2 separate regions of the Zea mays genome follow, and region 2 is linked to region 1. The links are chromatin contacts, called in public Hi-C maps. All regions are on one chromosome and are shown on one strand. Each heading gives the region's core, a stretch centred on a gene start, on an enhancer-like site or on the middle of the called end of the contact. The rest is flanking DNA. Distances are from core to core; before and after follow the strand shown. Region 1 holds the start of LOC100276438 (Putative glucuronosyltransferase PGSIP7). Region 2 holds the start of sbp21 (SBP-transcription factor 21).

Region 1 (6,960 bases), core at 2,136-4,635:
CATTGGCCTTTACTTAGATTATAGGTTGTAATTGTTGAATTACAATTATTATGATGCATTTTACAATGTTTTAATACTTTATTTTAAATTTAATTATATTATATTATTTTGATGTGATGTCTAGATCGTGTGTTTTTGACTAGCATGTTGAGGGCAAATTGGTCAAAATACGTAAATTTTAGCGAACTTGATTAGTATAAAGAAATATATGAATTAGTAGGTACCAATTATCATGGTATTATTTAAAGAAAATGTGTCTTAAAAACAATATATCTTAGACAATGTTGTTGTTTAGATCCGCCTCATTATGATTGATATATATCGAAATAAGAAAATAAATTAATAACATAATAATGTAACAATATAACACCATATCATTAAGTCGCCTCTCGAGCCGGCTCACAAACCTCATAAAGCTCAGCTCGACTCGCTGCTTTAGCGAGCCACAAAAGCAAGCTCGACTCGAGTTCGTTCAGGTTCGCAAGCCTCTCCAAGCCGAGCCGAGTCTAAGCAAGCTCGATCCATCTCGCGAGCCTTGAGCTTTTTTCTAGCCCTAGATGTAGCCATGGGGACGTCTGGTCCATGTGCATCATCGGCGTGGGTGTAATTTCTGGTGGCAGCGTCGATAGGGAACGGGGGCAAGGGCATCGCTGCAAAGGCGTGGCACGACGCGGCGGGGCGCAAATGTACGTATCGCTCAAGATATGGAGAAGGCCTTGTCGTTTAGTTGTAATATGTATAATTATGTTTGTAATTAGACTATATTTAATAATTCTAACTAACCTTTTGTTGTAATTGAGACTAAAGTTTAGTAAATGAAATCAAACGCCCCTAACACATATTCAAGGTACTTTTAAGGCATGTATCTGAAATTATTGTTTAAGTCTACGTGTCGGTTGGTGGGTGTCTTTTTCGATGATAATTGGACGTTCTGCCCCGATTGATGATTAACAATCCACTATTGTATTTGCTTGTTATTTTGCATGTATTCAATATAACTTGTTGTAGTGCACATAAAGAAGCAACTCTTTTCATGTTAAATACTGAGGCTTATAATTCTATTTGCAACCAATTATTTCTTATCACAGTATCTAAAATTGGCACATCATATATTACTATACTATAGAAGATATAATTGTCAAAATGCATAGTATTATGTGTTGTTTCATAGTCTCTGCAAGACAATTAGGATGCGTTTTGTTACAATGATAGATTGTTATATAATCATTTTTTAAATACTGCTCAAAGAAACAAAATATTTAGTCTTAGTGTTGTTCATCATAGTTTTATTTGCCCTTGAGCCTTGATAGATTGTTATATAATCATTTTTTATGAGGTGGAAACGTTTTCAGGTAGAAAGGAGATACGAGTTTCGTGTACTCCCAAGGAGTAAATAAGACTTTTTTTTACTAGATTTCCTTTAGATGATTCATCATAGTATTAAATATCTATATATAAAATAAAAGAATAAAACTGCACCCTGAAAGTGATTGTTTCTTTCATGTCTCTTCGCATTTTACATTCTAGAAAATCACAAAACAGGAATGGCCTCAGCAAAGATCCGCATATGCAACCGTGCGTCCGTGCCACTTCCTTCACATGGCACGAAGCGTATCAAAATTCAAACCAAGCACGCGCACCCGTGCCATTACCCCAAGCGCGCGGGCAACGAAGCGTCACAGCTCGAACTCGCAACTCACCCGCGAGCCGCGGCGGTCATATAAAGGCACAAGGAAACCGCCGCGAAACACCAACATCGACAACGCCAGTACGCGACCACAAACCGGTGGGCTGCGCCTGCGCCATTGGGCATGCCGGCGGCGACGCAGGGACTGCTTGCGACCACGGTGGTGGACTGGAAGCTTGACGAGCTATGCGCCTGCCTCGACGACGCGCTGTCGTCCAGGAAGCGGAGCCTCTACACGGAGGAGCGGCTCCGCGCGATGATCGACGCGAAGACCGACTTCGTCCGGTCGCTCCTGTCCTCCGTGGCGGAGTGCAACGGCGGGGCGCTCCCGGAGCACCTGGCCGAGGCCGAGGCACGCTTTGCTGTCCTCGCGGCCACGTACGATCGTTGGGCGCGGCGCGCAGTCGCTGCACCTGAACCATTGCCAGGAGACGACGGAGGAGGACGCCAAGCGCGACGCCGTGGAAGCCCGCGCCAACAAGGAGGGGGCGTTGGATGGCATCGCCGAGGAGTCGAGGACAACGACGCCGAGTGCGAGACCGCGGAAATACGCAGGAGGGAGGCGGCGGATACGGTTACCAAGAAGCGGGAGGCCGCGGGAACAAGCGAGGAGTTGATGCGCGACATCGATCGAGAGGCCGCGGTGGAGGCGGGAAGGGGGGCCGTGCAGCGTCGCTGGTGGAGGAAGTGCGGCTGCGGTGCTTCCTGGTGCCGTGCGGCTGGCGTGGTGGTCGCGGTCTTGTTGGCTTTGGAATTGGCCGCCGTGCAGTGCTGAGGTCCTCTTGATCTCTTGTTTTGCTGTAAAACTTGCTTCGACAGTCAAGCTGTTGGCTACTTACATTCTGAGAACCATGTTTGGTTGTGAGGTTTATTTTCAAAAATTTTGTGCGTTTATGTAACTCTAAATTGCAGGTTCCTGACAACCTTTATACTTCTAGATACAGTATTGTGTGCTAAAGAGAGCGATGCTGTACTGCTAGTCGAATGAAGAAACGACGGAGACGGCTACGGTGACAGTGCTCGTGGAAACGTTTGCCTAAACCTTGATGATGCCATCCATCAAGTGCCCAATAAAAACAGATGACATGAAGTTTAACACTACAAACATCTGGGAGAAAGAACCCAGAATTTGGATTTAAGCTGAAACAAACTAGGTCTTAGACCTGGGATGGGCCTGTGAACCCAAAAACTGACGTTGTGAAATAGTCACGATCTCGCCGATCACAGAACCCAATTGGTTCTGAAAAAAAGCCCAATCGGATCACAAAGCCCGAGCTTAACCTGGCCCAGTCTCTCAGCCAACGCATTCATCTTTAGGCCGCTTCTTCCAGGCCGGCCTGGTTGTGCATTCGCTGTGACAAGCCCAACCCAGCCGCCTAATCATTAGTCCCATCGTGATTACGCAAATTCAACTGGTGCTCCACGTGACTCGCAATTATTAGTGGAAGTGCGCAAGCGCAACTACCGTCCTAGGCAGGTGGTGAGCTGCTGACCGCTGACGCGGCTCACGCTCAGGCTCAGCTTGCTGTGTGCTGGTTGCTGCTCAACCGGGTTAGGTCAGCTGGCCAGCCAGCAGCCAGGTCCGTCCGATCGCTCGAAGTCGAAGCACCGCGTTCCTCGTCTCGCGTCTTCTTCCACTGCTCCCTCCCACCTCCGCTCCCAGCTTTTCCCATTCTCGTTGATACGAGCGAGAGTCGAGACAGGTCAAAAGGAGATTGAGTAAGGAAAAGAAAAAAAAAATCGCTGCTCCCGAGGCACGGCGGCGGCGAGCGTGCGACACCTCCGGCGGCTCCACAGATCCGGCGACCGATCTCCGGCCGCCTGCGGATGCTCCGGGGCCGGCGCGGTAAGGCCCAGGGGTCCACGCTCGTAGCCAGATCTCGGGGCGCTGCTGGGAAGTGGGGTTCGTTCCGTCCCTGCCTCCCTGGTGGTGGGGATGGGGTGGTCCGCGGGGCTGTGGTGGCTCGTGGCCGCGCTGTGGGTGGTGGCGGCGGCGGCGGCGGCGGCGGAGGGTGAGGTCGTGGTCGGGTCAGCGCCGAGGCGGCACGCGTACGCGTCGATGATGTACATGGGCACTCCACGGGACTACGAGTTCTACGTGGCCACGCGCGTCATGATGCAGTCCCTGCGCCGGCTCAGCGCCGACGCCGACCGCGTCGTGATCGCCTCCCTCGACGTCCCACCGCTCTGGGTCCAGGCGCTGTAAGCTCCCACCTCCTCCCGTCTTGCTCCTTGGCTCTTTGCGCGCGCGCCACTCGGCTCCCTGGTGTCGCTTAACTGGATCGCTGGGCGTTTGATAACGGACGCCCGTGCCGTTGTTTGATGCAGACTTTGCTGCGTTCCAATCAAATTGGGATGCGTTTTGAAGTGCTCGGGTTTTGACTTGTTGCCTGCTTAATTAGTTCATTGAAGCAAATTTCGCGGTTATTTTCATGTTCGGTCGGATCAAGTTTACGCCGGCGCCGAACTTTGGTCCTCTTCGTTGTCTAGCTCTAGTGCCCTACACTACACATTTGTTCCTTTTCGACGCGATATGTTGCATGATTATAAATTGTCTCCTTCCTGGTTCAGTTCAAGTTTCATTGTATTCGCCAAATTTCCTAAAACATGAGGAACATCAGGTGTTCCAGCTGTATTTGAATTGCTCTCGCCGATACCCCGTCTTGTACTTTGGGGGAAAGTGCGAGATAACTGTGTTCGTGCTCGGCTTCATCTTTGGAAATGGCCTCAGAATTCAAGTCTTTGAGTGCGTAGGTCCTTTTCATGTTGACTTTAGTAGTAAGGCCATAAAGTTTGTTTCGGTGAGTGTCTCAGAATTCACCTGTGAGATATTTGTTGATAAGCTGTGAATTTCCAGTCCAGGTCACTGGATTTCATCAATTGCAACTGCGTTATTATATAAAATGATGTTTGCAATGGGCTACTGGCTTGGCCTATCTACGATGTTTACTGAACAGTCGTGATATTTCAACAGCTGATTTCCACTGCCTCACGTTATAATATGTAGTTAGCTGATGGGGACTGACTATTAATATAACAATATATCAGTTGGACTAGTATGTAAAATATATCGAATTGTCCAAACAGCCACATGTGTATGTCGACTGGAGTTTATCTTTCATTGTTTTTCCTTGCTAAATATTTTTCTACGCCATGACTTATGACTGCCAGTTATTTCCAACAACTTATAGCTTGGGTGGATGCTCGTTTTTTTTCTCGAATTTGTCTTCTTCTTTCGTATCCTAGTGGTCCAACGTTCCTCTTTGTTTGTTGGAATATTAAATCTTCAACGGGTTGCTGTTTTGAGAAATTTTTTAATCGTAAACTTCAAAGAACATAAACTTAGTTGCACTTTGCAGATAACAAGTGGATAAAACTTTGCTTTTCTGTATTACAAAACATGAGCACAAGTTAAGGTTATTATACACTTGGTGTGTGCATCAAGAAATAGCACTATAGCAGTACTGTCTTTTATTGTGGGCACTAAAGAAGTGCTCCTAATCATGAATGGACGATAATGGTTGTATAGAGTGAAACAAAAGAATAGGTAAAAGACATCAATATTTGCCTCTGTGAAGTAGCAGTATGAAAATTGATACCATCATGCCAATTTATCCTGTGATGCTATTCTTTGAAAACTTGCATGGAGCATCCTTTGTCTTTTCTGATGTGATGCTTTTTCTTGCGGGGTGTTGCTACAATTTTATACTCCTATTTTAAGCATTGAACATGCACTGACAGCGGCAATATGCATTTGGGATGGAATGTTTTTCTTTTCCTGCAAAATTAGACTTGTTTACTTCAGTACCATGTTCTTTCTTATAGTTTTTGCCTCTGTTAGTAATATATTTGCATTAAAACTCTTTCTTTAGGAAAGATGATGGTGTAAAGGTGGTCTCTGTGGAGAATTTGAAAAATCCATACGAGAGACAAGAGAATTTCAACATGCGATTCAAGTTGACCTTAAACAAGCTGTATGCATGGAGCTTGGTTTCGTATGAGCGAGTTGTTATGCTTGACTCCGACAACATTTTCCTCCAAAATACTGATGAGTTATTTCAGTGTGGTCAGTTCTGTGCTGTCTTCATCAATCCCTGTATCTTCCATACAGGTCTCTTTGTGCTTCAGGTAGAGCTGCTTACATTGCAGGCAGCCAGGCATTCCATTTTCTGTTAAAAAAAACAATTCTTGCAGATCTGAAAATATGTATTTCTGTCTTTGAAACGGTTATAAACGAACCTACATTGCACTAGCAACATTCTTTGATGTCCATTACTTCAGCATAGCGGAAATCTAACTGCCTTTTGATAATTTATTCTTTGTTATTCCTTGCTTAGTAATGAAAACTTAATTTTGCTCACTACTTCTGTACTTCAGGAGTTCATTGCAATTTTTTTACCTGAAATCTATTAGCCTTAAGATGTTTGGTGTAATTTTCATTTTTACCTTCCAACTCGATGTCCTCAGCTACACTTTTTTTTTTGGTTTCCAGCCCTCAATGAACGTTTTTAAGAATATGCTACATGAGCTATCGGTTGGACGTGAAAACCCAGATGGTGCAGACCAAGGCTTTCTTGCTAGTTATTTCCCGGACTTACTTGATCAGCCAATGTTCCATCCACCAGCTAATGGTACAAAACTTCAGGGTACTTACCGCCTCCCTCTAGGCTACCAGATGGATGCGTCTTACTATTGTGAGTGCTTGCAGCAGAATGGTTATTCCACATTGTCAAACATTCTGTTGGTCCAGACTAACAGACTAGACTTTCAGATCTGAAGCTTCGCTGGAGTATTCCATGTGGACCGAACAGTGTGATTACATTTCCAAGTGCTCCATGGTTTAAGCCATGGTACTGGTGGTCTTGGCCAGTTTTACCTTTGGGGCTCTCTTGGCATGAACAACGTCGTGAAAACCTAGGGTGAGTGTTCTATTTTTACTTTCCTTTTTGTGATGCTTATTTATATTGCATGCTCAAATTCTAACCTTAGTGACATCCTACAGAACCAGATAGGATGTCCACATTATTATATCCTGACGTGGTTGGTAATATGTCACAAGGAAATGCACTCTATCTTCTTTGGAATAAAGATGCATTAGAGGGGGGGAGGGGAGGGGGGCAGTATCATGCTTTTTTTTGTCTTTCAGGATAAAGTTACACAATGCAAGAAGCTGTCATGTTTCTTTTTTATCGTTGCTAATATAAACTTGCACAAAGTAGGGGATTCTCATAACTAAGGGTATAAAGAGCATGTCCATCAGATCCCCTTTCCCT
Region 2 (6,960 bases), core at 2,822-5,321, 170 kb after region 1:
CTCTTGTAAAACAAAACTTGGGCCCAAATTTTTTCTAGGTAGCCTGCAATAACCTAAGGACAACAGACAGCTGGGCTCGTGTATGGACCGACATAATTTGATCAGTTTCCATGTGTTGTTCACTTTACCCAACGATAATTAGAGGCCGTTTAGGACGGCTCTCCCGTGGCTCCAGCTCCGGCTCCACGACGAAGCTCTCCCAAACGAGTCTGCTGAAATGGCTCTTTAAAGAGAGCAGAAGCCAGTTTAGCTCCTAAGAGCCGGAGAGCCCAAAAAACCTTCTCTCGCACCGGCTCCTCGCCCATCCCAGTGCGCAGGCACCACGTGCAGCCTCTCCCACCACGCGCAGCCTCTCACTGGCGTTCAGTAAAGAGCTGTTTTGCCAAACGATTTATAAAAGACATCGGCTCTAGCAGAGAAGCTGCTCCTTTAAAAGAGCAACAGTTGGAGCCAGTTTTAGAGGAGCCAGAGCCCTCCCAAACAGGGCCTTACTTTATTTTCCGTGGGCTCGTTAAACTAATTAACTTATTTCCGTAGAGAACTCTAGTAGCGGCCCACGGAAATTAATTTCACCTATAAAAGTTAGCCGTTTTTAGTGCATGGTTAAGGTTATCCGTTTGTATACATAATCATGCACGGACGGAGCACTCCATTTCAGTTCGTTGGAAGTGCTACTGTGGTAGGTCAGTCCATGTTTGGTAGGTTTTCATCAAACGGTGCTTGGGGTGGTAATACTGTGGCCCCTGCCATTTTGTGTTGTAGGGATGAAAATGGATACCCGAACTCTTAGGACAAATCTAATATTTTAAAATAGATAAGTATAAAATTTTATGTTAATATTTTTTTATGTTATAAAGCACATTATTACATATATAATAATAAAAAAATTATGTGAGTTGGTTTTTACATTATTTGGTCTGTAGGACAAAAAAGATGAATAAGTATCTGTATCCATATCCGAATGGTATCTGAATTTTATATCTATCATTTGAGAAGATATATGATAAATTTGATGTTTATCTTTTATAAATATTTATTAAAAAACTGGTATCCGTTTTCGTTCCTATTGTGCTGACTACACTCTACAAAATATTGCCTAGTAGGGGACAGAGGACACGATAACATTCATCGCTTGTGCTGGCATTATCACCCCAAAAAAAAAGTAAAGAATATAGAATCGACCTTCGATTCAGAAGACCGCATAGCGAAGGTGAGAAAAACATGATTCATTACCAAAAAAAAAGCACATCCCGAAGTACATTGGATTACACATCCCTTTTGGGACATCAGGCACCACGCAACACCCGATCGACCACTACAGGCGCAACATATATAATGGCCGTCACGCTCGTCGATCGCGTGGCGATCACAGCACACGAGCTCCACCAGTGGGCGCCCACGCGTCCAAGCCGCTACATCCCGACGCGTCGCCATCCTTGGTCTCGCTGCGAGAGCGAGACGACCTCGCGCCCGCCCTCTCCGGCACTGCTGGCCACAACGCTGCGCCGGCGGTGGCGGGAGCGGCGGTGGTGCTTGCTGTCGGCTGCATAAGGTCCAGCGTCGTCGCGTGCCACGCGCTCGGCGGCGCCACGTGGTGGTACTGGTACCGACCACCACAGCTGCCACCGCCACCGCCACTGTAGGGGTGGGGGTGCGGGTGCCAGCCGGCTGTGTGGTCGTGGTCGGGCGGGTGCTGCTGCTGCTGGAGGGAGCAACCCGCCGTCGAAGAGGCGACGAAATCCCGTCTGGGCGCCGGCGAGCGGTCGGAGACGAAGTACTGCCGCGCGAGGAGCGCGGCGGCGCGGTTCTCGGCGATAAGGTCGTCGAGCGCCGCGCTGGAGCGCGCCGGGATGTCCTCCCGCGCCGCCGTGACCAGCCAGGGCCCGCTGGCGCCCGCCACGCTGCCTCTGGCCGATGACAGAAGAGAGAGAGCACCAGCCGCCGCCGGGGACGACCCTGCGGGGACGAGGCCGCGCGAGGGCAGGAAGCCGCCGTGGCCGAAAGCCGTCACTCCTGCATTACATGCAGTTTGGTCGTTAGAAGAAGAAGACGAAGAAGAAAAATACAAACCCAATGCGATCAATTTTGCAGTATAGAATTTTCGTGTGGCTGCTGAATTAATGGCTGATCAAGTATAACGAGTTTTGAAGTATGAGTACGCTCGCTCGCTCAGAAGTATAGATTCGTTCGCGCAGGCGGCAGCTGTACTGTGCACTGTAGATACGCTAGCTGTGCTAAGTTTGGTCGTCCTTGTTCCGACGTACCTAGACGCGACATGACTCTTCGTATGTACGGCTCCTACGCTACGCTGAGAGCGGTATGGAGGTACGTAGGCCTACCGAGTACCGACCTACGCGTATGAGCAAGCTGGCTATGATGTACTACGTATATAATAGCTACTCTATTTTTTAAACCGTTTCTTCTGAATTCTATAAGTATAGCTCTCTTGCATCGGATGGGATGTTTACGTCCTCTTGCATTTGGACAGGAATTTTTCCCCACATTCTACTGTGACCGGAAATTTTGCCACTGTGAGAGACGTCCTACCGTGTAAGTGTAAGTGATCATAGCACGGTCGGCCTACCCCCACCCCACCAGACCCCCAGCACACAGCAAGCATGCAGGACGCAGGACGCAGCCCGCAGGTGTGCACATAAAGGCACGCGTGAAAATCCGTGCCCTAACAACGGGCTTTGCACGTCGCACATCCCGAGGACTAGCCTTTCGTTGTTCGTGCCTTGCCAGCAGCTACCTCTCCATGTTTCCCGGCATCAAACCAACTACCCCTGCGAGCGAGTCTCTCTCTCTCTCTCTCTCTCTCTCTCTCTCTCTCTCTCTCTCTCTCTCTCTCTTTTAAACTACTACACTCCTGTTATTATCCTGTAGCTACCGATACAGTGATTCCGTGAATGTGCATCGCATGGGCGCTGGCCCCTGACTAGCTTGATTTTCGCATCCTGGACACAGCACACAAAGCCACGCTTGGTTTTCGCTGTGACGGTGAAAATCCACTGTATCGTAGGGGAGAACAACGAAGAATTTGCTGTGATTCTTCACTTGTGCCTGCCTCGTTGTACTCATCAACGAAACGTCGGCCAGAGGCTGTGTGTGGCGAGCGAGGCCACAACCGTAGTAGTGTAGTGTGTGTGTGTGCCTGGGAACCAAACGCCCCCTTGCACAGTTACAGTATCCGGATCGGAGAACGCCGGGCACGACGGACTGACTGAAGGACGGACGGACGGACGGACGGAGGGACACGTACCGTGTGGGTGCGCGACGCCTCTTGCCATGGCCTCGCTGGCGTTGCTCTTCCGCCGCCGCTCGTTGTGCCCGGCCAGACGCCGTCGGCAGCTCCGCTTCGCGTCGTCGAACTCCGAGATCGCGTGGAACCTGCACGCGCGTATGTGCAGCCAGAAAAAACACACAACAACGCGACGTTCCGCGCATGCATGTTATTCTCATCAATCCAAAGGTTTACCTCTCACGGACTATGTATGGAGTAACGTATATAGTCGAGTTAAATTAAATATGAACAGACCGGCTGCACTGCTGGCAGAAGCGCTGCTCGGCGCCGAGGACGACGACCCGGGGCGCCTTGGAGTGCGCCTCGCACACCTTGTGCCGCCGGTGGTACTCCTTGGCGTCCGCCAGCGACAGGTGGCACCCCTCCACCTGGCACCTCGTCACGGCCGCCGCGGCAGGCGCCTTGTCCTTCCTCTTACCCTCAGCAGCTGCGCCACCAGCGCCGCCATTGCCGTGGACCTGCGCCGCTTGGTTGCCCGGCGCCCCTGCCCAGCAGCAGGCGGGCCGCTTCCCCAGCTTGAGGCAGGTAAGCTCCTGCTGCTGCAGCTCCAAGGGCTGCGGCGGGTAGGACGACACTACGGCGGGTGCCCAGTGCATGGCGAGATCCCAGGGCGGTGCCGCGCTTCCGCTACCGCCGCCCGCGCCACCGTTTCCTTCCATAGCTATACGTGCTGTGCTGCCGGCCCGCGAGTCGTCGTTGAGGGCAGGGCTCAAGACAAAGTGGAAGCGCGGCGGCGGCGGCGGCGGCTGATGATGCTGCTGCTGGAAGTACAGCCGGTATGCTACCCACGCTGGCGTGGCGTGGCACCCCATATAAAGCAACCGGGCAGCGAGACGAGCCTCCCGGGGAGGAGCAGGCAGCCATGCTCACTGCTCAGCCAGGCAGGCGAGGCGAGTGTGGGGGTGACCCGGGGTGGGGAACAAGGACCTGTACTGACACGTGGGATCTCCCGTCAGGCACTGAGACAGGCTAGCGGCAGGAGCCGTGCTGGCGCGGTGTGGGGCCACGAGCCAGTCTCGTGACCGTGGGCCGCGGGCACATGGAGGGGTGTCATTGATGAGTTCAATCCAGCCCGAGGCGGGACCCGCGGGACGCTGTGCGGTGGCATCACTGCCACGCCCCATTATAAAGGCTGCGCGCTGTGTGAGTGAGTGACTACACGCCTCGCTCCGTCCCTCACCCCGAATGGGACTCGGGCCATAGGGAGACGCGGATGACATGTGGAGTCTCCGTCAGGTGGGTCCCGAACGTCATTGGCTAAGATCTGCCTGGGTGACGGGTTAGAAAACAGGCGGCTCTGCCACTTGCTCGAAAGATCCCGTATCCGGAACCAGACGCCACAAAAGGCTTTGCGCACCGCGTACCAAAATCCACCGCCGAGCGCACCCACTGCCCAGTGGGACCTGAGTCACCGTGTCCCACCTGTCAAAGTGCAGCCTCGCACAGCGACCGCAAAGCCTGGTGCGGTGCGGTGCGGGGGCAGGCCGAGAGGGTACGCAGCAGGCAGGCCGGCCGGCCGGCCGGCGGGGACCGTACGGCCCCGGTCCAGTCGTCAGTGTCAGCTACAGCGCGGGCCATGGCCGATTGGCTGGGGAATGGGGGGTATGTCTTGGCTTTGGGGGAAATAATATCTCCGTGTTGGGCGTCGGGGGAGATACGTACGGGTACCCGTAAGTTGGCGGCTTCCGTGGCTGCTCTGCGCAGTACCGTGCGGACGCTGGCTTTAGGTCGGGCCGGGCGGGTTGTTTTGTTAGCCAGCCAGTACCCTGCCTGCCTGCCTGTACGAGCGGTGTACGTGCTTGGCAAGCCGTGCTCGTATGCTGTACTAGTACGTACTGCCAACCGGGCCGGCATGCATGCATGCAGCCAGTGCAGGTGCAGGTGCAGGTGCAGGTGCAGCGCTCGTTTTCAATTCCCGCTGACACCCCGTGACAAGGGTGCGCTGGCCGGATGATTGCCGCTGTCGTTTGGGATGGTCGAGTGGGGGTAGTGTGAGCCTGCCTGCCTGCCCTAGCGATGTGCCGGTTGGTTTGCCCGGCCGGCCGCCGTGGTGGCGCAGCTAGCAATTTGCAGTGCCTCGACCTCGACTCGACCCCCTCCGTCCTGTTGGTTGTCATGGTCGACAGCCGTGGCGTGGCAGGGTCACGAGTCACATGGGTGCCATCCATGATCGGCAACAGTGATGCTGTCCCTCGGGTGAACGGTAATGGTACGGTCGCAGTGCGACGTACGGCAAACCAACTTGCGAGGCGGGACGAGTACCGTGGAACTCGTTTCTTTTCTTCTTATTTCTTCCCCAGAAAACAGATGGACCGAGTGCAAGCTAGCTGATGATGCCTGCCTGTCTCTCACCGTCTCACGTTATCCGGCCCGTTAATCTAGGTATCAGTATGTGGACCAACCAATTGACGGCCCATTAATTAGTAACTCAGCGCACCTACGACGTACGGTCCGTGTCATCGTCACACTCCACTGTGGCACTGTGCAGAGTGGAAACCCCCGGTCCCGGTCCCGTTCATACGCGGACACGCCTGCCTCCTCCCGTCGGCCGTCGCAATGGACGTCTCTGCTCCTCCACGATCTAGACTCTAGAGCAGGCGGACCCTGAACGGAAGGTGGGCGCTGCATGCGGAGCGGAGGTTCTAGGCGCTCGAGCTGGTGCGGACCGTCAATGGGGGAGGAAGCCTGACGCGGAAGCCAGGTCGTACTACTCCGGTGGCGGACTGGCTGGCTGCGACGCCACCTCTCCGAGGGAAGGCGCCGACTTCTTCGGTGTTCTTCGGAACTGCGCTGTTCGTTCTAGGTTTTGTGTCCCTCTTCACGGGACACGTGGTCACTGATGCATGCTGACTGGGCGCGGTTCCGGACTCGGTGGCGATCCAAGCAGGTAATTTGTTGGAGACTTGACTGCTCTACTATATAATTCTGATTCCACGGAAATTTTGTCATTGTGTGGAGTGTGATATCATGCGTCTCATAGCTCGGTAGAAGCGAAGGAAGTTGGTTCCATCTGTTTTCGAGCTGCATGAGGCCCTGTTCGGTTTTCAGGGATTGGAGGTCCGGATTGATTCCTAGCCGGATTACTTCTCTAATTTATATATATTTAGATGAGCTGAAACGAATCCTGCTTTATTCCACTATAACCGAACGGACCCTGAGGGCCTGTTCGGTTCCTACGGAACGGTAGCTCTGAACGATTCCAGTCCGGATTGTTTGTCTAATTAATATAAGCATCGATGAACTGGGTTGAATCCTATTGAATTCCGGAACAACCGAACAGGCTCTGAGGCCTTGTTCGTTTGTTCAGGAATGAAGCAGGAATAATTTCAGCTGATCAAAACTTATATAAATTAGCAAAACAAACCGTCTAGTAATTGTTTGATGTCTTCATTCCGGAAGAAACGAACGGCACCTGACGAATTTGAGAAACTGAGCCCAAGAGTATAGTATTTTCTGGCAATAGCAAGTTTACCTGAAACGTTTTTTTTTTGTGTGCGCCTTAAATGTTTTCAGTTTCCTTCGCAAGTTCTGCACTTCTGCTTGTACTGATTTTGGGACTTTTTAATCTAAAAATGGTATCTCCTCTTCATTGGCAGTTAACGACTGACCATTTACAATCCTGAAAATGTGCAGCATAGTAGAAACTGAGAACGTAC

Evidence for each region. A called contact is a pair of places that touch in the nucleus more often than the background predicts.
Region 2: a contact with region 1 is called in a Hi-C map of bundle sheath, with 2.2 times the contacts expected there. The contact joins the promoter of sbp21 here to the promoter of LOC100276438 in region 1. A contact is called at or near these places in 4 of 25 Hi-C or Micro-C datasets (bundle sheath, ear and tassel).

The regions. Positions count from the first base shown.
Region 1 is chr10:141,622,879-141,629,838 of Zm-B73-REFERENCE-NAM-5.0, forward strand. LOC100276438 (Putative glucuronosyltransferase PGSIP7) reads left to right here and starts at 3,386. Exons shown (of 5, transcript NM_001150229.3): 1 at 3,386-3,889; 2 at 5,560-5,815; 3 at 6,180-6,381; 4 at 6,459-6,606. The coding sequence starts at 3,624. It also overlaps LOC103642902.
Region 2 is chr10:141,789,202-141,796,161 of Zm-B73-REFERENCE-NAM-5.0, forward strand. sbp21 (SBP-transcription factor 21) reads right to left here and starts at 4,072. Exons shown (of 3, transcript NM_001318379.1): 1 at 3,539-4,072; 2 at 3,263-3,390; 3 at 1,238-2,013. The coding sequence starts at 3,963. The coding sequence ends at 1,367.